Regions from separate parts of the Zea mays genome. Here all the other regions are linked to region 3. Evidence: chromatin contacts called from public Hi-C data. All regions are on one chromosome and are shown on one strand. Each heading gives the region's core, a stretch centred on a gene start, on an enhancer-like site or on the middle of the called end of the contact. The rest is flanking DNA. Distances are from core to core; before and after follow the strand shown.

Region 1 (4,551 bases), core at 296-2,795, 260 kb after region 3:
CTTCAATAATAATTCTAATAAATCTATGGAAGTCTTGGAGGTGAGTATCTTTGGCTCTATGAATAAATTTGGTGAACACATCTATGTCTCTTCCCTTATATTCTAAAGAAGTCTCAAGGACAATTATTTTAGCATGCAAACTGCGGATCTGACATGGAACATACTCAAACTCATATATCCAATCATTGACTTCTCACATAGACCAAGGCTCTTAAAAGTTAAGGACATGAATATTCACTTTGAGACTCATTGGGCAAAAGTGGGAATCTTGATAAGTTTAAAACCTAGGACTAGAGTGCACTTATCCCAACAACAAAGCTATTATACTATATTCATGCGACTACATATAAGATTTGTCTGTTGTCCAATTTTGTTGTTGGAGCACTAACATATGTGTTATAATATTATCACTAATCCTATTATACTCAATCATGTTATGTGACAATATACTTATTCAAATTCATGTGAAAGTTGTGTGATCTTCTCCCCTTTAACATGTTAAGGTCTAGTTTGAGGGCATTAAGGAATGGACGACCAAGAGTTGTCTTCATTGATTATAGAGTATGCCAGTGTGGTTCGAGGATGAGAAGACTAGTGTGATGGCTAAAATGCGTGGAAGGAGGTTGAGGGGGATGCTTTTGATACACCATTCATGCTTACTAAGGTTTAGCCCAACATCAATTAATAGGTTTTATTTTGAAAACAATCATCTTTATGCTAGTCACTAATGAGCATATTGAACTATCCATGTTCCTGGAAATTCTTACAGCCTAGACACACCGACATAATTATTAAAGACATGCTCTACTGCTTAGCCAATAGCACGTCGTGCGAGTTTCTGAAAGAGGGAAATGTTATGCCAAAAATGAGAATAAATCATCTATTTTCTTTTGAAATCCCAATATCACCACATGGAAGGACACATGATGTGAAATTGAAGACGATATTAGAATTTAGTTTATATCACTTCAGCTCTACTATGTTCAGCCATAGATGAAGGAGAAACATATGAATAGCAGGTTTATCTTTGTAGTAGATGACTCTCGCTCTTTATCGGCTAGGCCAAAAGAACTTCATCCGTTTGGTGTCGGTGCCGCATGGGGACACACCGGAGAGACATATGTCCAATAATTTCTATAAAATATAATAGATAATTAATGAATTTGCAAGCTGTTAAAAATAAGTAGCATGTTTATTAATTTTTCTTCCACCGTTTTAAATATCTCCTAAGCTATTTTTAAATTACTCAGTCAAATCACCCTACTTAAGATAAATAGTTGTTGAGGAAAGTTTTTTTAATTAACCAAAAAGTCAAGATTAAAGTGGGTTTTGAAAATTCTTGAAGATGCTATAATAACGAATATAATAATGGAAGTAGTTAGAAGCAAAAGAGCCGTACCCGCCTAGTTCATGTGCTCATGCACCCGCACATCATTATAAATACCAGTTTTGCTGTTTACCCGTTCCAACTTCGCCTGGCCCGAGAGGCCGAGATCAATACTAGACCTCGACTCGAGTCTCGAGTCACGTTTCCGCCGTTATCTGCATCAACGGGGTCAGGCGACTGAACAGTACAGGCCCTTGGCCGCCGCCGCCGCCGCCGCCGTACTCCAGGTGCCCAGGTCTTCGTCCGACCCTTTGCCAGCGACGAGCACCCACCACACCAGGTATGCCCGCCCGCACCCCTCTCTTGCCTTCCTCCTGTGTAAAACGGATCACCCAAACCCTAATTTTGAGCTATTTGGCTTTCTGCATTCGGGTCTGATCTAATAAGTGTAACTGTATGCATGTATTATCTCTACAAACTTTGTTTTGTGGCAAAAATTATCGGCTATATTGGTGGGTCCGCCCTGCGAGGACATATGGAACCATCCGTATTCAGTGACGCAATGCTTCTTTAGACATTTAGGGCCTGTTCGGTTCCAGTGGATTGAGCACCCGGAATAATTCTTAGCTGGATTGTTTGTCTAATTTATATAAGAGTCGATGAGCTGGAATGATTCTTGGCCAAATCCGGCACAAACGAACGCACCCTTAGTTTTCACGCACTGCAATTTGGTTTTTGTCTCCCAAGCCCCAATACCCTTCTCTTCAGCAGTGTCCATGCAACATCAATTTCCGCTCCTTATTCTTATTTGAATGAATGCTACTTGATGGATGCAGGATTTCATCATGGTTGATTCTGTTCATGACAATATTGTGCTGAACAAGTGTATCAAGGACATCCTTGCACTAATCAAACCAGTAGAGGATGATAGAAGCAAGCGGTTATCCACAATTCAGGAGCTGGAAAATTGTATCCATTCTCTTGCATCTCTGTCAGGTAACTTTTATCTGATTCTGATTCAATTGAGACCTTCTTAACTGTATTTCAATTTCCACCTGTGACCCCTGATGTTAGTTAAGGTGCAATTATGTCACTTTTGACACTTAAGCATGATCATACATTGGCTGTGGTACTGAAGATGTTTTTCCCTGCATGTGACCATTGTATTGTGGATTTTGTGGTAGATTACTGAAAGGAATAGTTATTTATAGTAGAATATACACGTGGAAGTTAAATCTCAATCTCCGTTGTGTTCATGAAGAGATTAAATTCGACCTGAACTGTTTGAACAATATAATATGGAAATGTGACTACATGAGGATTGGTAAGCTTGTGAAATTCATATTTCTGAAAGGGTAGGTTTATTTGCACGAAATGTGACAAACAATGATAACCTCACTGCTGGAGCCTCTGTTGTCAATGGCATTATACGAGTTGCCTATGGCAGTACGCAACAGTTCGTTTCATGCTATAGTGCAATACCATCCTTATCCTTACCCAGTACTGGGCTAGATGGTGAAATTAAAAGTGTCTGTATTACTAGAATGGAGCTGCAAACATTAATAAGCTGAGAAGCTTCTTTCCCCCCGCTTTGTACTATTCTTAACAAATGCATCGGTATTTGGGGTATCTTGATGACACAGGAAAAGTTAATACATTTAATAATTATAATATTTTTATGTCTCTCTTTAATGGATTTTAAACTTTTCCTTTAACAGGTGCTGCTGTCAAACCGTTTGGGTCTTTTGTATCAGATCTTTACTCAAAATCAGGTGACTTAGATTTGTCAGTTCAGTTTGGGAATGGTTCAAACCACCCAATAAACAAGAAAAAGAAGCAGAATGCCTTGAGAGATGTTAGGAAAGCTTTACTAAGTCGAGGTAATCTTTGTTATAGTGCTCTCAAGATAGATAAATATCCATATCATACTGCACACTCAGCATTCATGAAATAACTTTAAGCATCATGATATACTTGTGTTATCCTGGACTTTGTGGCTAAAGAGTGATATTTTTGTTCCATGGTTGCTTGATTCACTATGATAGGAACCACCATTGACATATCTCCATAACTATTACAAAACTTTCTCATTTACACTTGGTTTTCTTCCTTTTATTTATTCAGGTGTTACTGGATACATGCAGATGCAGTTCATCCCACATGCAAGAGTTCCAGTCCTTCAATATGTGAGCAAGCAATTTGGCATCTCCTGTGATATATCAATTGGCAACTTTGCTGGTCGAATTAAGTCCAAAATCTTCTACTGGGTCAATACTGTAGATGAGCGGTTTGGTGATATGGTTTTGCTGGTATGTTCTAGTTAGCTAAGAGTTTTTGCTGCCACAATTTTTGTTGGGTAACCTGAATGCTCATCATCATCTTTCCTTCCAGATCAAGGAATGGGCAAAAGCACAAAACATTAACGATCCAAAGAGCGGGACCCTCAACTCTTATTCGCTTTGCCTACTTGTCCTCTATCATTTTCAGGTGTTGTTTCTTATACCTAAGTATCTCTCTATGTGTTCCTACTTATTTATGGTTTCACTAATGCTACGTTTGGACGTCGATATTGGAGAGGATGGAATTGAATTGGGTTGAATACCAAATCATACATGGTATTGAAATGAGATGTAATTCCAATTCTATTGTTTGGATGTCACTGAATTGGAGTTTGGAATTGTGCGGTCTAATTCCACGCAATACCGTGGGGCGAGGCTTTGTATTGGGAGAGGGGGTTTCTAGTCATAGTCCAATTCCAGGGAATTGGGCCTCTAATTCCAAATCTCAATTCCACGTGCAACCAAACAACATAATTTAGGAAAGCTGTTTCGAATTCTCAATTATGTGCTTCTATTTCTACATCCAAACGAGGTATAAATGACTTGCTTATTAACTTGTATTTTTAGACATCTGAGCCACCAATTCTACCACCTCTGAATGAGATTTATGAAGGGAATATTGCAGGAGATGTTACAGGTTAAATGAAAATTTCTTTTTATCTGATGATTGTCTAGAGTGTTGGTGCCTAGTTTTTAACTCAATACATTCACATGCAGAAGCAGCACTTTTTGATGAGCAACATCTTGATGAGGTTTGTGCTGCAAATATAGAAAGATTTAGACTCCAGAACAAGGGCCGAAGAAATGAAACTTCAACTTGTCGTCTACTTGGGACTTTTTTTCAGAAGGTACCGAACATTGAGATCCCACTATGATGACTAAGAC
Region 2 (4,697 bases), core at 614-3,113, 260 kb before region 3:
CACTATGGAGTTGTATGGTTCGACACCCATAGTCCAACGATAGTTAGATCATCGTTGGCCTGGGTCTGACGCCCTGCTGTAAATGACCAAAGAGTATCCATCAGCATCAGACTGGTCCGACGGTCCTTGTCGGGCCAATGCTCAGGGTTCGACGATACTAAATGAAGTTTCCTACGTGGCTAACAGTGGGACCACTCATGTAAATAGTGCATCGTCCCGTCCAGTACAACCGTGTTTGCAACCATCGTACCATCGCATCAGAGTCCAACGCTCTCCCAAAAACAACCAAAGAGCTATGGGGAGAGTCGGACTGGTCTGACGTCCATCATCGAACCAATGCTCAGGATGTGACGATCGCTGTGATCGTGAAGTTAGGGTTAGCCATAGGGCTAACTCTGTGCCGGTCCAACACTCTGTCTGTTAGAGTCCGACGCCTATTAGAGGTGCACACGAACCCTTTCTCTGGACCATGTCATTCATGTAAGTCTACATATAGGATGGTACAAGGTACAGAGCCCTCATGCATAGATCTATACCATAATACCAACACTTCATCGGATTTCGCTCATATGTGAGCCACCGACACTAGATCTGTCCTTTAATTGCAACATATATCATTCATGTAAGTCTACATATAGGATGGTACCAGGTACAAAGCCCTCATGCTTAGATCTATACCATAATACCAACTAGATTTGTCCTTTAATTGCAACATATGTCATTCCTGTGAGTCTACATATAGGATGGTACCAGGCACAGAGCCTCAAGCTTAGATCTATACCATAATACAAAAGCTATGCGCACGATCAAGAGAATATTCCCATTTCCCACCTGGAGTAATTTGGATAGCAGTGTATTGCAACATATGTCATTACTGTAAGTCTACATATAGCATGGTACCAGGTACGCAGCCCTCATGCTTAGATCTAAACCATAATACCAAAGCTATGCAACGATCAAGAGAATATTCCCATCTCCCACCTGGAGTAATTTGGATAGCAGTGTCACTCAATCAGAGCACCGACGATGAGTGGACAGTGCAAGGATTCAGAGCAAAGATGTTAATGGCTTAACGCACACATATACACAGTTCCTCGCCCACCAAATGATCGCAACACCGAGGCACTCGGCGCTCCAATAGGTATAGGAGCATTCGCGTGATTCCTACTATTAAAATCCAAATCTCGCGCGCGGCGCCGGACCTTGCTTGGAGGCAATACCTGCTCGAAATCTAATCCTAAGATCTGAACTAGTAACAATTAACAAAGTTTCTGATCCTACACATATGACTACCATCCCACTACGTAGATCTAAACTTCACAGCACGCGGCGGGGGCGCCCGCGAGATCTGGAGTGGTTCATGGCCCAGACGGTCAGACGGAGGGAGGCAGGGGCCGTGAGTAGAGTGTACCTTGCGCTTGATCTCGTGGATGGGGCTCCCGGCGTCCTCGACATCGGGCACGAAGGACGCTGGCACGCGGCCCGGGTCGCGCGATACGGCGACGGCGTAGGTAGCGACGCAGGCGGCGGCGAGCGCGCTGAAGACCGCGGCGTTGGCGAGCCCGGTCGCCGAGGAGAGCCCCAGCCACGCGGGGATCGCCAGGAACACCGTGGTGTAGTAGACATAGCCGATCGCGGCGAGCACCGAGAGTATGGGCACCGTGATGTACCCCGGGCGCCCCATCCGAGCCGCCGCCTAGTGCTCCTCTTCCGCCCGGACGGAGCGGCAGAGCATTCCGGGGAAAAGGAATCCCCCGCGGCGTCGGCGGCCGGGAGAGGAGCTCGCCCGTCTCGCGCGACGGTAGGCAGCGGCACAGGCACAGAGCGAATTGGCTTGCTTTGTACTCCAGTTAGCTCGCTTGCTGCTGCGCTGTGGTGTTTGCGTTGGCGCGATGAGAAAAGTGCGCGGGGTGGGTGAGGTGATCGCCGTGGCAGCAATGGGTTGAGTGCGGTGAGCTGGGGTTGGTAGCCCGTGGACGTCTGAGCGCGTGGTGCCGTGCCGTGGCCGTGGCGCCGTGCGTCGTTGATGCGGTTGCGGCAGGGAGCCAGGCAGCCAGGCAGGGACGTCTCAACTTGCATCGACGCGACGGCTGCGGCCAAGACAGCAAGAGGGGGAGATGATATGTCGTCATATACCATAATATATAAAAAGTTATTTAAATATATAGGAGTTGTTAGGTTCTAGCATCTAGCCTACTAAATTTTAGGCTCTTTTTGAGAGCTTCATAAGAATTTCAAGTCTATTTCAGCTATCAAACAAGTCTAGCTCCACGAGCTCTAACTTCAAAAAACTAAAACTAGAGACCAGTTTTATGAAATTTTCGAAACTCCTCAAAATGTACTTCAAAAACACCTTTTGAAGATCATCATTTTTCTCGTACGAGAAAAACATCTTTTTTCTCTAGTCGTATGGTTAGTGCATCCGCTATCCATTATCCAATTTTTTCCGTCGAATGCATAAACCTACAACACAGATTTATGCCTTGTTCTCGTGTACCCAAACGGTATTGGGTCCTTTCATGTTAGAAACAAGCACCTTAGATATCCAGACACAAGTTTTTGAACTCTTGTGCCTACCCCCAGCATATTTGGCAACTACTCTGCCAGATTTATTAGTAAAAACATAAGATGCATCAAAAGTCTTAAACGACAGTTTTGGCTCAGTAGATGCATCAACAACTTTCTTTTTAGGCATTTTTGCAGTTTTAGCATGAGAAGTAGAATGCGGCTAGGTGTTTCATTTGCATAAATATAAGCATGATGATGTGCATGAGCATTTCTAGCATATGATTTTCTAGGAATCTTATGAGCATGATAGTTCTCATAATATAAAATGTAATCTTCCCTATCATGCACCATAGGAACCTTGTCCTTCGCAAATTGAGGAATTTTGTTTGTTTTGCTCCTAGGTTGAAAGCCAACACCATCCTTAGTGCCAGAGCGTCTCCCATTATAAAGCATTCTACGAGCAAATTTAAATTTCTAATTTTCAAGCTCACACTCGGCAATTTTAGCATCTAACTTTGCTATGTGATCATTTTGGTCTTTAATTAAAGCAAGGTGGTCATTAATAGCATCAACATCAACATCTCTATATCTATTATAAATAGTAACATGCTCAGGTAGATGTAGGAACAAGGCAAGCATTCAATTCTTCAATCTTAGCAATCAAATTAACATTATCAGATTTAAGACAAGAAATTGAATTGTTGCAAGTTTTTAGCTTGTTGCTTCACAAAATTCTCATTTTCCTTAACGAGTAGATCCAGGGGCGGATCTACACCCCGGGCCACCCGAGCCGTGGCCCGGGGCTTGATCCATGTAACTCTATTTAAGTCTCTATTTAATACGGTATAAAATAGTTAAGATAAAATTAAGAGAATGAAATTTAGTAGATTTGGCCCGGGTCATAGAAAAATTCTGGATCCGCCCCTGAGTAGATCATCTTGTATTCTAAGAGTTCATCCTACTCGTTAATAAATTTCACTAATTCATTGATTTTCTCAATTAACTTGAAGCTAAGGCCTTTAAAGAGCAAAGACAAGTTTTTCTTCATTTTCACTAGAATCACTCTCATCATCGGAAGTAGTATAATTGAGGGTGCTTCTAGGTTGTACCTTTCTTTTGTCCTCTTTGCCATGAGGCACTTATGGCTGACTTTGGAGAAGAGAAGACCATTATTGACGGCGATGTTGGCGGCGTCCTCGTCAGAGGAGTAGTCGATGGGGCTCTCATCAGAGTCCCATGCGCCTCGCCGCCCTTCTTCTTGTGGTAGAATTTCTTCTTCTCTATATTCTTCTTTTCTTTCTTGTCATCGTCCCTGTCACTATCACTAGCATATGGACATTTTGCAATATAGTGACATGACTTACCACATCGATAGCAAACCCTCTTGGAATGAGGTTTATAGTCCTTCCCCTTTAATTGATTGAAGATTTGCCAGAAGCTCTTGATAATGAGGGCCATCTCCCTATTGTCAAGCTTGGACGTATTTGTCGGTGGGAAAATCCTCCGGTCGGGTGGCGGAATGCACCCGCCCTAATCCTAAGATGAGGAGGAGGCCTAAGCGCTTGTCTGATTGATGAATTTTGGATGAACACAAGAACACTCGAGGGTTTATAGTGGTTCAGGCCGCTGGAGCGTAATACCCTACATCCACTGTCCGTAAGTTGTATTGACCCTGTCTTTTGTAACGCTGTGTCCCCTCCCTTTTATAGTTTAAGGGGGGTACATACAAGGATGCTGAGCTCCGACATGCGGGCCCAGGAGCATAATGGAAGGAATACATTATGTGAATAATTAATACTGACAGCACACAAAGATCTTTGTTGGACGATGTGTTGCTTCTCCGACTGGCTACTGCCACGTCTTGTCGTGTCCTCAGGTGGGTGATGGCTTGTTGTAGTAGAATACGGAGTAGCCTGGTACGCCTGTTGTGCGTAGAGGCGTATAGGCGGAGCCGTTTAGATTCCCTCCGCCTTAGTAACACATGAGTAATCAGCGGGAGTCATGATGACTTCAGTCCATGCAACATTGATAGGTTGTGAACCTTTTCTTGGAAACACACGAGTAATGGTGAGTCATTGTCCTTGCTATGGTAACGTGTGAGTAACAGCATGGCCCATGCAGCGTGGACTGGGCACGCCACCTGTCACTGGAATGGACAGGCACACGTCTTATCCGTAATGAATGCAAAG
Region 3 (4,596 bases), core at 412-2,911:
CCTTTCACTATGGCCCATCTCTTCTATAGCACTCCAAAAGTTCGTTCAATGTCTTTTCTGGCAGACTCTTGAATAGTGGTAAAGTGCTGGGTCCTAACATCATACGGATGACGGATTGTCTTGACAAACGCAGGCCAGTCCGGATAAATACCATCTATTAGGTAATATCCCATGTTGTACGTGTGTCCATTGACGGAGAAAGTGACTGGTGGACTATCACCGGTAAGATGTGAATCGAACAGGTTTGAACGCTGAAGAACATTGATGTCGTTACAGCTACCGGGCATGCCAAAGTATGCATGCCAAATCCATAGGTCATATGAGGCAACTGCTTCGAGGATCATTGTAGGGTGTTTACCGCGACCGGTAAACATCCCCTTCCATGCAGTTGGGCAGTTACGCCACTCCCAATGCATGTAATCCACACTACCAAGCATACCAGGGAAGCCGTGTGACTCTCCAACTTGGAGTAGCCTAGCGATATCAACAAGAGTAGGTTTCCTGAGATAGTACCCCCAAAAGCGGTTTGGATGGTGGTGCAAAAGTGTTCCAAAGCCTCATGTGCCGTAGATTCACCAATTCGTACGTATTCGTCAACGGCATCCGCAGGAACACCGTATGCAAGGATACAAACAACAGCAACAACTTTCTGAAGAGCAGATAGACCTAGCTCACCGGCACAGTTTGGACGCTGAACGAAGTAGGGATCCACTTGTTGCACAGCAAGAACGAGGCGCTTAAACACATGGCGACGCATGCGAAACCTATATTGCAAAATATAGTCAGTACAAGTGTGAAGCACGTACTATGGACGTGAATAGATGTGCGTACGAAAAAAGACACCTCCTCCGGAATTGAGCATCCGTGTAAACCGGTTGTTCGCAAAAGTAGTCGGCTCGGATTCTTGCATCACCACTCATATGGTCATGATGGATTTGAACACGACCTGGAATGGAACCAGCATACCGACGCTCGTTGCGTGCACGACGCCTACGATGTTGGTACGTCGCAATACAACAAACCGTGTCAAGACAGAGGCTACAACGACCAGGGCTCAGCACGGCGTCAGGACGACAATGATGGCGCCAGGACTCTTTGCCGCCCATGCCGTCCATCGTAACGAACACGATCAGAGACAACCATATGACCAAGACGCATACGGACAACATAGTTTCACCAGGGTAAAACACTTGGTTTTACCACAACATAGTAGCTCCTTCTCGAGGAAGCTACATGCGATCGACCCCTACCTTAACCTATAAAAGGAGAGGTCGATCATAAGACGGGGAGGGACACTAAGAAAAGGAGGATCAGACGGAGGGACTCACGACCAACACAGACAACACACAAGAAGAACATACGAACGAGAGGACCATCGAGGCCGGAATGAACCATCGCCACGTTCAAAAGAACTCTTCCTTCCTCTTTTCACCTTTTGACTCGTAACCCCTACCGCGAGTATTAAGTAACAAATGTGTCTATAGCGCAGATGCCAAAGATTAAATATAGAGATGTTCGGTCCCAAATAGTATAGACCTTGTGTCTACATAGTACAGCATCAGAAGTACATACAAAATTATTTGTTGGAGCGGAATTTCGAAACAGCGACATTACCCGTCTTCACAGACGAGTTTCGTTACCAGCGAATCGTTCCTCTGCTGTAACGTACGGCCGCTATCACACAAGATCAAACCACGGCCGACTCCACACGTCAGCCAGCTACGGCAATATCCACGCACGTTTGGGTCCCGGCGTCTACGGCACCAGTGCGCCACGCCATGCGACGGCAACCGCTTGTTTGGGTCGATTCTGTTCTCTGCCACTATCCGTCCGACCGACTTGCTCAGCGGTCAGCACCCACGCCCACGGATCACCGTGTGTGACAACTCAGAAACCCAGAAGAATGAAGAATCCCAGCAAGCCCCATCCGGGAAATATTTATGTTATCCCCACGTGACGGCCGGCCCTCGACCCCACGGCGCCCGCTCCCTCGTACTCGTTCTCGTCAACCCGCCGCAGGGACATGAAAGACGACGACGACGACGGCGGCGCTGGCTCTGGCGCGCGCGGCCGCGTGCTCGAGTCGGAGCACGGCCTCCCCACGCGAGGGCCGGCCCACGATCCCACGGCGCCCGTCCCCTTGTCCTCATCCTCGTCAACCCAACGCAGGGACCGGCCGGCCCACGACCCCACGGCGCCCGCCCCCTCGTCCTCATCCTCGTCAATCCGCCGCAGGGACATGAAAGACGACGACGACGGCGGCGCTGGCTCTGGCGCGTGCGGCCGCGTGCTCGAGTGGGAGCACGGCCTCCCCACGGCGGAGGAGCTGACGCCGGTCTCGCACCCGCTCATCCCTCCGGCGCTCGCTGCCGCGTTCGGCATTGACGTCCCGCGCACCGCCTTCCCCTCATCCGCCTTCGACTCCCCTGCCCTCGCGCGCAAGCCCCCCAATACTCGCCTGTCCTTGGGCTGCTACGGCGAGGACGATGATGAGAAGGAGGAAGAGGGGAAGAGCGAGGTCGCCGCCTACACAACCGGCGCGTGCGGAGGCGGGAAGAGCGAGGACGCCGCATCCGCATCCGGCGCGTGCAGAGGCGGGAGGGCTGAGAAGAAGGCGAGGATAGCGTGGACGCCGGAGCTGCACAACCGGTTCGTCGCGGCGGTGGAGCACCTCGGCGACAAGGGCGCCGTGCCCAAGGCCATCGTGCGCCTGATGAACGTCGAGGGCCTCACCCGCGAAAACGTCGCCAGCCACCTCCAGAAGTACCGCATCTACCTCAAGCAACAAGCGCGCAGCCCCGCAGGGCCGCAGCCTCCTCCGGCATACAGTCCCTCCGACTCCAGGCCCCAACAACCCTCTGACACCTCCACCCGGAGCACCTGCGACATCGAGAAGCTGGAACGCGACAAAGAAGTAAGTGCTATGTTTTTCAGTTTTGAATGTTTACGTACCAAAATAAACTGAAGCCGGTCGAAAAGTATCTGGATCCATTTCAAAATGTGAAACGATATTCTACTTCTAGTCGTTGTCCAAGCCAACCTGTTCTGAGACATTCAAGTGCACATGTGCAGACATCTAGATATGGACCACACTTTCTTCTCAAATTTACCAAGCCGTGGCCCGTGGTTTCTGTTTGATTTGCATTGGCTGTTCGGAGATACAAGCAGTATCCTGTTGCCCTTTGCTTAGATTACTTTGTAGTACCCAATCCTGTTCGGCGATTTATGGGTAGTTTGGTAATCTAAAGCTAACGCACATGTCAACATTCTACATTAGGTTATTTGAGCGCTAACCTTTTTGTTCGTCATAGATGAACCGTCATTCTCAAATCAAAAGTTTATCAGTTAGATTGCAGAAATTACTAGTACCAGTTATTAGGAATGAATCTCGTGGTGGGCAGATAGTGGAGGCAACTTTTATGCCCGTGCTGCAAACTTGCCTCAGAGAGTTGATTAGTTATTTCGATTCTTTCGGAACTTGTGTTGCCTTAATATAAGATAGAAGATACTGATATTTTGTTTATCCGATGCTGATTTGTTGGGTACTTGTGTGTATTATTGGTACTAGTACCAGGGTAACAGGGACCAGTTTTCCAAGAAAGGGACTAGTTCTCCAACTTCCCGTAGTTTTCTGATTTTTGGATTTCTTATTAATTCTGCAGTTTTGGGCTTTGGTTGCAAACTAGAGCACTCTTGTGTGGAGCAAGGGTTTCCATCTTTAGAGGTGCTCTGCTGTGCTGCGATCTTACTTCGATATTAGAATTAACATAGTGCGTGCTTTCATAGGATTAAATAGCATTTTAGGCAGTGGCTTTCTGATATCGTTGCTTGCACTACTGACAACGAGACTACATGAACCCCTTTAGTTCAGCAATGCCCACTTTCTTTCTGGAAGAGGGGTGTAGCAACTAGCAATGCCCCCCACATTTTTGGAGCCAGCCAAGGAAAACGGCTATCGGCTACCCTTACAATTTTCCACTGGTGATGGCATGTCTTTTTTGAAACTAACATATATGGTGACTTATTTTCTTTGCCTTGATTTTATATATGGCAACTGCTTAGCTCCAGGCTGTGGGATTCTGAGAAACAGCTCGTGGAAACTAGCACGCCATGTTCAGTTAGCCCGTAGAGGAATTGTTCACAGTGGAGCGAGTGAAGTAAATAAATGAGTAAATGGGGATGTTGCCGAAATCACTGGAGCATCGACCGGTAGACCTATAACTGAAAGACTCGTTATAAAACAAAACGACTGAAAGACTAAGGTCTTATGGGGGTTTCTAGAGATTTTGTTATCTGAATGTGAAAGTTAAGTTGTGTGATTCGAGCATTGAAAATTCTCCATCACGTCTTACAGAATGACAGTAGTGTGCATGTATCCTAATACAGCACCATAATGCTATTTTCTTGTTAAATCCGTAAATACGAGAGGGTCCTCGTAGCATATAAATTGCAAACCACTGAGGCAGTTGTTGGGGTGTGCCTTTGCCGAAGATCAAATTTCAGTTGTCTTTTGATTTGTTTCAAGAGTTGATCTTCGTCACATTTATCTCTGCAGGCTAGAAAAGACAAATGATAGCTTTAGCATTAAAGCTTACC

The links. A called contact is a pair of places that touch in the nucleus more often than the background predicts.
Region 1: a Hi-C map of tassel shows a contact between it and region 3, with 2.5 times the contacts expected there. The contact joins the promoter of LOC100383526 here to the promoter of LOC103651023 in region 3. A contact is called at or near these places in 2 of 25 Hi-C or Micro-C datasets (ear and tassel).
Region 2: a contact with region 3 is called in a Hi-C map of ear, with 4 times the contacts expected there. The contact joins the promoter of LOC100273154 here to the promoter of LOC103651023 in region 3. A contact is called at or near these places in 8 of 25 Hi-C or Micro-C datasets (bundle sheath, ear, endosperm and 3 more).

Annotation. Positions count from the first base shown.
Region 1 is chr3:185,049,948-185,054,498 of Zm-B73-REFERENCE-NAM-5.0, reverse strand. It overlaps LOC100383526 (Protein HESO1), which reads left to right and starts at 1,545. Exons shown (of 9, transcript NM_001176174.1): 1 at 1,545-1,667; 2 at 2,164-2,323; 3 at 3,046-3,207; 4 at 3,452-3,636; 5 at 3,719-3,814; 6 at 4,234-4,303; 7 at 4,384-4,514. The coding sequence starts at 2,173.
Region 2 is chr3:185,574,687-185,579,383 of Zm-B73-REFERENCE-NAM-5.0, reverse strand. LOC100273154 (putative protein S-acyltransferase 16) reads right to left here and starts at 1,863. Exons shown (of 6, transcript NM_001147600.1): 1 at 1,412-1,863. The coding sequence starts at 1,684.
Region 3 is chr3:185,310,823-185,315,418 of Zm-B73-REFERENCE-NAM-5.0, reverse strand. LOC103651023 (transcription factor PCL1) reads left to right here and starts at 1,661. Exons shown (of 2, transcript XM_008676613.3): 1 at 1,661-2,914; 2 at 4,556-4,596. The coding sequence starts at 2,024. The coding sequence ends at 4,573.